2 separate regions of the Mus musculus genome follow, and region 2 is linked to region 1. A link is a contact called in public Hi-C data. All regions are on one chromosome and are shown on one strand. The core of a region is the stretch at or near the end of the contact, and the rest is flanking DNA. Distances in the headings are between cores, read along the strand shown.

The links. A called contact is a pair of places that touch in the nucleus more often than the background predicts.
Region 2: a Hi-C map of embryonic stem cells shows a contact between it and region 1, with 4 times the contacts expected there. The contact joins two enhancer-like sites. A contact is called at or near these places in 2 of 39 promoter capture datasets (embryonic stem cells and stem cell-derived epiblast-like cells), 6 of 15 datasets of contacts at CTCF or cohesin (the G1E-ER4 cell line, embryonic stem cells and stem cell-derived epiblast-like cells), 138 of 484 Hi-C or Micro-C datasets (ECoMG myeloid progenitors, ECoMG-derived neutrophils, the G1E-ER4 cell line and 55 more), 28 of 115 datasets of contacts at active chromatin or transcription factors (acute myeloid leukemia, astrocytes, bone marrow-derived dendritic cells and 7 more) and 1 of 9 other capture datasets (embryonic stem cells).

The regions. Positions count from the first base shown.
Region 1 is chr8:78,137,833-78,141,258 of GRCm38.p6, reverse strand. No RefSeq gene overlaps it. Among named protein-coding and RNA genes, the nearest start is that of Gm6360, 67 kb to the right of the region's middle. Within about 2 kb of position 1,573, at least 7 of the 459 cell types and tissues checked have an H3K27ac peak or open chromatin away from gene starts, as enhancers often do. A contact at or near this core is called in embryonic stem cells, where this site is marked.
Region 2 is chr8:78,067,097-78,070,522 of GRCm38.p6, reverse strand. No RefSeq gene overlaps it. Among named protein-coding and RNA genes, the nearest start is that of Gm6360, 3.6 kb to the left of the region's middle. Within about 2 kb of position 1,777, at least 7 of the 459 cell types and tissues checked have an H3K27ac peak or open chromatin away from gene starts, as enhancers often do. A contact at or near this core is called in embryonic stem cells, where this site is marked.

The DNA.
Region 1 (3,426 bases), core at 324-2,823:
GCCCCCCTAGAGCACACAGGCGGCAGCTGTTACCCCCAGTCTCAGGACATTTCCAGCATGTGGCTTTCAGTCTGAGTTAAAAATTTAGGTTTACCTAGAGGGCTAGAAGAGTAGATTTTTCTATATCAATAAAGATTGGTTTTTATTTTGGTAGACAGGCTTAGCCCCTTAGCTGACCTCTGGCTTTTCACCCTTGCTGTTACTGCAAGGTGTCCTTAGCTCAATAGGCTGTGGAAAAAACAGGGATGAGGAGGAACGACTTCCAGCTCCTATTTTACCCACAAATCGTGGTGTTATTAACGACATAATTCTTGCTTAGGCTTTGCTAATTCTGAGGTTGATAATTCTCCTTTAGGAGCTGCACAGCACTCAGAACTGTGCATACTGGTTTGTGATTGTACAAATTCAGTATGGGCACCGCTTGGTGCAGAGATACTTACTGCAAGGGAAGGTCCGGCTTGACCATTTCTGAGTTTCCTGTGAGATAAACCCGGTTTGAAAGAGGTTGGTACCAAATTTTGGTTAAAAATAAAAAATATTCTCCGGCTCTACCTCGCCTCCCCAAAAGGTACCGAGAGCCACATGTGTGGGTTTTACCCACGGGAAAAATCGGGTCCATGTCCACCCAAGCCAAGGTTAAAAGCCCACTCATCTACGGATGAGAAAATCATTTGATCACCTCAGTTAAGCGTTGCCTTATTTAACTTAATTAATAGGGGGGAGAGAGATTGGAGACGTACTATTGAAAGGGCAAGCCTTTCACTGCCTCCCACCCAAATAAAAAAGCCAATTGGCCTTGTACTACAAGAGCCGGTCACTCCTTCTCCCTGTTTCCCACCTATCTTCCAAAAATGCGGAGGAATTCAACTTAGTGCTATTTTCACATCGTTCAGTCAAACTTAGCCAGAGTTCCAACGCCCTACTTAAAATTCAACTAGAAAGTTACCTACCAAGTACTAATTAGCATTATAAAGTCAGAGTCTGCAGCTCCAGGCCTTTCAGTTGTTTACTAGAAAGGACAGTCTTAAGCCAGATACAGTTTACCATAAGAAAGGTTAAAGAATCCCAGTGAAGCAAGTTTTTTCTTTAGCCCTAAATTCCAGGCAGAACTATTGAGCATAGATAATTTTCCCCCCTCAGGCCAGCTTTTTCCTTTTTTTTATTTTGTTAATAATAGGGAGGAGATGTAGTCTCCCCTCCCCCAGCCTGAAACCTGCTTGCTCGGGGTGGAGCTTCCTGCTCATTCGTTCTGCCACGCCCACTGCTGGAACCTGCGGAGCCACACCCGTGCACCTTTCTACTAGACCAGAGATTATTCGGCGGGAATCGGGTCCCCTCCCCCTTCCTTCATAACTGGTGTCGCAACAATAAAATTTGAGCTTTGATCAGTATAAAATTGCCTTAGCTCCGTTTCTTCTTTTGCCCCGTCTAGATTCCTCTCTTACAGCTCGAGCGGCCTTCTCAGTCGAACCGTTCACGTTGCGAGCTGCTGGCGGCCGCAACACTACGTCCCAACCTGCATTCAGCAGATGGCAGTGTTCCAGGGCTTTAAGAAGATGCTGGTGTTGGGCCGGCATAGATGAAGCAATTTTATCATACTAATAACTGACGTTACTCAGGCATTCTCGATCAGGCTGCACTTACAGTATTAAAATGCACAAGTTAACTGACATTGAGAGAATTCTGTTCATTAAGAAGGTGCTGTTGTCTTTCCAGGCATTCTCCAGCCTCAGGACCTCTGCACTTTCTGTTTCTCCTGTAGCAACACTTTCAGTTAACATGTGCAGCCTCCTCACCTCTTCTCTTGGTGTCTGATCTAGTGTTATCTGCTGAGCGATGATTGTTCTGCTCTATCAAGCTGTTCTGTGGAGCTCTTTATTCTCTTGCTGTACTTCATTTTTCATCATGGGTTGTGACATGAATCTATTATGAGTTGTCTTTTCCCCACCTAGAACTTACTAGATGGGAATGGGAACTCTGTCTAGTCGATTTAAGGCCATGTTCCCAGCCACACAATAACTCCCTTTCCAGGGAATGGTTTTGGAGTGCCGCCATCCGAATTTACAAGGAGGAAATGAAGATAGCTTAAGCAAATTTCTCCAACTCTTGGAACTCCTGGAAGTACGGCACTGGGGCCCAGCTCCCCACTGTTGTCCATGGAGTGCCTTGTGATTTATCCTTCCCCCAGTCTCTAGAGAGCCTCAGAGCTACAGTGAGCACTGAAACAGTGATCAGGAAAACACTGTAAACAAGGACTGCAAAAGGCCACAGCAGGCCTTCTGGGCTCTAGATTCCAGTCTAGACCTCTTTCTACACATGTCACTGGCTAGGGCTGGCTCCATTTCCTCCCAGTGTGAACAACCGAGGCTAAACCCTCCCTCAGACCTGAAAACTATTGACATTCCTATCAATAAGGAAAGGCCAGGGTGGCTCTATTTACCAGTGTGTTTCTGAATGCCAGTATGGAGACTTAACCGTCCTCTGGTTGAAAAGCTCAGATCCCGGTCTATGGTCTGTGTTCAGCTATTCACTGTGGAGCAGCAATGAATGCCATGACATCCTGGGAAACTTTGCTGAAGCTGGGGCTTTCCTTGTCTTTTCAACTCACTAATCAGGGATCAGAAGTCTGAAATCTCAAGCTCTGTGTCTTTCTAAGGAGGCATGGAGAAGCTTCCAGAAGGAACATCTCAGTCCGTTATACCTGCACCTAAGGCATGCTGGGTGTCTAGGCCACTTCGTCATCAGCTGAGTGGCAGGAACTGGTCTGGGTCTTAAGTTCACACAACTTTTGCATTTGGTTTGAGACCTAGAAGACTGGGTCTGAAGGCTTAGATTGAAAACATTGAACGAGAGTGACCAACTCAACCTATGAGAACTTGTACAACCAACACAAGGAGCTGAAACTCACAGTGAAATTGAAAGGAAGAGATCAACTATAGTATGTGGGTATAATGGCAAATCTTCATGGTTTACATGGCTGGACTTGTAAATCACCAGGAAGTGGGACTCTGGATATGCCTCCAAGAGTGTTTGCAGAGAGGTTTGACTGAGGAGAAAAGATCTATCCTGAGTGTAAACCATATACTATGGTTCTAAACTGAAATTTTAAAAAGGAGGTATTCCTCTTTCTCTCTGCCTCCTAACTACGTATAAAATATGACCAACCAGCTCATACTCATGGCCTGTATGCCTTCTCTGCTATGATAGACTGACTATACCATTTATTTTTCAAAAAGTCTTTACTTAAGTTATTTTTAGCAGTGTGTGTGTGTTTGGGCATGCACTCCTCAGTGCTGGTGTCTGCAGAGGCCAGAGGCGTTGGATACCTGGAGGTGAAGTTATAGGAAGTTGCGAGCCACATGATGTGGATGCTAGAAACTGAACTCAGGTCCTCTGAAAGAGTAGCACATGGTCTTAACCATGGAG
Region 2 (3,426 bases), core at 528-3,027, 71 kb after region 1:
ACAGGCACACAACACACACATGCACACATACACAAATACACACACATACATGCCCATAATTTTAAAAATAATTTTAAAACGTCTTCAAAGCTCAAGGAGCTTCAAGTGTGCCTCATAGGAGGTCAAGGTTGACTGTACATATACTAAAATTTCCTTCAGTATCTGTATGTATGTCATTACTCGGTCTCCCAGGGAACGAGCATGCGCTTTAGCAGAAAATAAGTATAACCAGTAGGTAAGAGTATGAGTATCTGTAACTATGCGCATTAATAAGTAGCAATGACTATGAACGTGTCAATATCAATGACAACTTTTAAAATAACCATGATGCTAAATAATCATGGACATAAAAATGTGGTAGATGATGCAAGGATTTCTGTTTGAGATGTTCCGTGCTGTCCTTGCTATCTTTGATCGTCTGTATCATATGATCTGCTTCTGTGCTGTGACACCTGAGAATAAGTGATGGAAAATGTGAGTTATTAACGTCACGGTAATCTCGCTCCATACCCCAGGAGCTGGAGCTGGAGAATACAGGTTTCCCTGTCAGCTGGGGTCCATGCGCCAGGGACAGTCACTTGGCTTCTTTAGACTTTTGATCTCCATGTTGAAGTTTTTGAGACTGATGTTTAAAAGTGTTGACAACAGACAGTATACATTTGCACAAACTCTAAGTCTCCTGTAAAGGTTGCTTGGATTAAATAAGAAATCATCTTGTTATTCCTTTGTTTTTGCCCTGACACTGGGCAGTGATTCTGGAGCCTGCCCTTGCTGAGGAAGCTCTACCACTGAGTCACTTCTCAAGTATGTAATGGCTTTAAATTTTGAGGCAAGGTCTCCCTGAGTTCCCCAGGCTGAGCTAGAACTCACTTCATGGCCCAGGCAGGCCTTGGCTTTCTGATCTTCCTTCCCCAGTCCCCAAGTGCTGGGATCACAGCAGGGCCATCATTTTGTTAAAAGCTAGGCTCTTCATCAGCACTTTCTCTGTAAGTGAGGGGTAGTACTGGAATGAGGAGCATCTCCATAGGTGGATGTTACTTTGTCACTAGCCTTCAGAAGAGTATATTCAGACCCACTTGAGTTTTGACAAAAGGCTATGAAACAAACAGCTGAAAAAAAAGAAAGAAAGAAAAAAAGACAGGAAGGAAGGAAGGAAGGGAGGGAGGGAGGGAGGGCGGGAGGGAGGGAGGGAGGGAGGGAGGGGGAGAGAGAGAGAGAGAGAGAGAGAGAGAGAGAGAGAGAGAGAGAGAGAGAGAGAGAGAAAATTAAAACTATGGACATGCCTTGTTGCTCCACCTGCGATCTTGTGTTCAGACATGGAATGCCCAGAGAACTTGAGCAACAGTAAGGAGCTTTTGGAGGCAATTGCTACTCACAGTATCGGGAGCACCCAGCTATCTTATGTGAAATTCTTTTCATCTTCCCTCCACTCTCTTGTGAAAAGCAGGAGGCTTTCTGAGAGGCACAGACATTCTCAGTCTTTGCAACAAGACAGCTTTCTTGCTGGTTGAGCTCAGGAGAGGCAGGGCAATTTTGTGTTAAACAGACTCAGAAGATGACAGGAAGGAGGTAAGTTTATAGCCGGAAATCCATATGCAAACCGTCCCTTGGAAGGTTGCTTTTTACTGTCTTGTACAAAGTTAATGGAAACCAAGGAGCTACCATTCCAGAATCTTCGTCTCCTTTAATCCTTAATGACGAAATAAAAATGGGCAGCCTGTATCCTGCAGCAGCTCCAGCCAGCAGACCTCTAGGAAACAAGGCTCCCTACAGACTTTCCCTTGATCTTAAAGCTCAACTTGAAACATTTATATGCACAGAGCACCTGGCCGGGAGATGTGAGAAGGGCCTTTTTTTCCCCTCCACCTTGGCTCTATTTCTTTCTTTAATAATAAATTCTCAGGTTTCTTTCTTCCCTTCCTGAAAATTGATTCTATTCTAAGTAGTGTTTTTTGTTCTTTCTTAATAGTTTAAGGAAAGCAAGACAAACTTGAAAACCCCCCATTAACACCCGTCAGGGGTCCTGCCTGCCCACCTGTATCATCTTTGTTTTTCCAAAGATGAAGCAGAAAAGTCAAGTCAGGGTTGATTAATTCTAATCAGGTTGAGGACTTTCTTTGTTTGAATTCAAAGGGCTCCAGGTAACCTATTGTGCAGCTTAGTGGCAAGGGCTGCGCAAATCTTCTCTTGTACCCCCTGCGTCGTGAAGAAGCAATGAGCTCACAAACTTGTTCTGACTGCTGCTCCCGCTCGCTCAAACATGCAGGTGTGCACACACTGTCACTCGCTTAAACACGCAGGTGTGCACACTGTCAGGTGTTAAACAAAGGAGGAAAGCTGGAGCTGGTCCTAAAATGTCATCGTCATCTGGGGTATGTCCTCAACGGAATTATAATGCACTTCATGCTACAATGACATTTGGTCCAACAAGAAAGTGTGTGCCGGATGCAAGACAGACACCTCACTTTTATTTTGCAACAAATATATTTAAAGGAAGAAGAACAATTTCGAAATATCACTGGGCTGTGTTCTTTCTTCCATCTTTCTGTTCTCTCCTTCTTCCCGGGCTTCACCTCATGGAAGATTTTACGAAGTCAAGCTTAAAGACTGTGGTACAAAATGATAAAGAAATCACTGATATTGGGACAGAGGAGCTAAAAGGCAAGACATGAACAAGGAAGGAGATTTCTAAAATATACAAAGCAAGTCCCTGCTCTGTAGCTATGGCAGGATACAAGGTACACATTTGGCTTTCCATATACCACCCACCACCACCCTACGCTGTGCCCCAGCAAGGCTCTCAGGTGGCCAATTTACTGCCCCCCCCCCTCTAACCCTGCCCTCTTTAGGCTCATTCTCCAAGACCAAGTGCTACTTGCATTCAGCCAACAGATGAAAGGAGGCTCTCCTTTGCCCACAGTATTTAGGATTAAGGTCTAGTTGCTCACTGCAGCATCTAGACTTTCATAGCTAGACACTCGACAGCTTTCAGGCTCTCTGGCTGTCCCAGCCTCCCTTGCACACACCCTTTGGCCAGCCCACACTTCCTTCAGCATGTAGACTCCATCCTTCTCTGTATCACTTTGTTAGTCGGCTTCTCTGCCTCTCCACTCTGGGTCACTCATACTCTTCAGGCTGATAGTGCTCCTGTGTAGGTCCAACCTATGCTTCTTAATCCTGATGCCTCCAATGCTTCAGTGGTCAGCGGGTACTTAGCAACATGCACCTCTGGGGCCCGGAGTCGGGTTTTAGAAGTGCTTTGGTCTGTTTTCCCCTGGGGCCTGACAGTGTACTATTGCTAATATATTATTATGTCACAAATAGACAACTGTAACAGTCTGAGACATAGCTCAGAAAAAGAATGCTTGGCTAGCACCTGTGATTTCCAGAGCCATAAGTAAGAATGATACTTTTAATGGAACAACA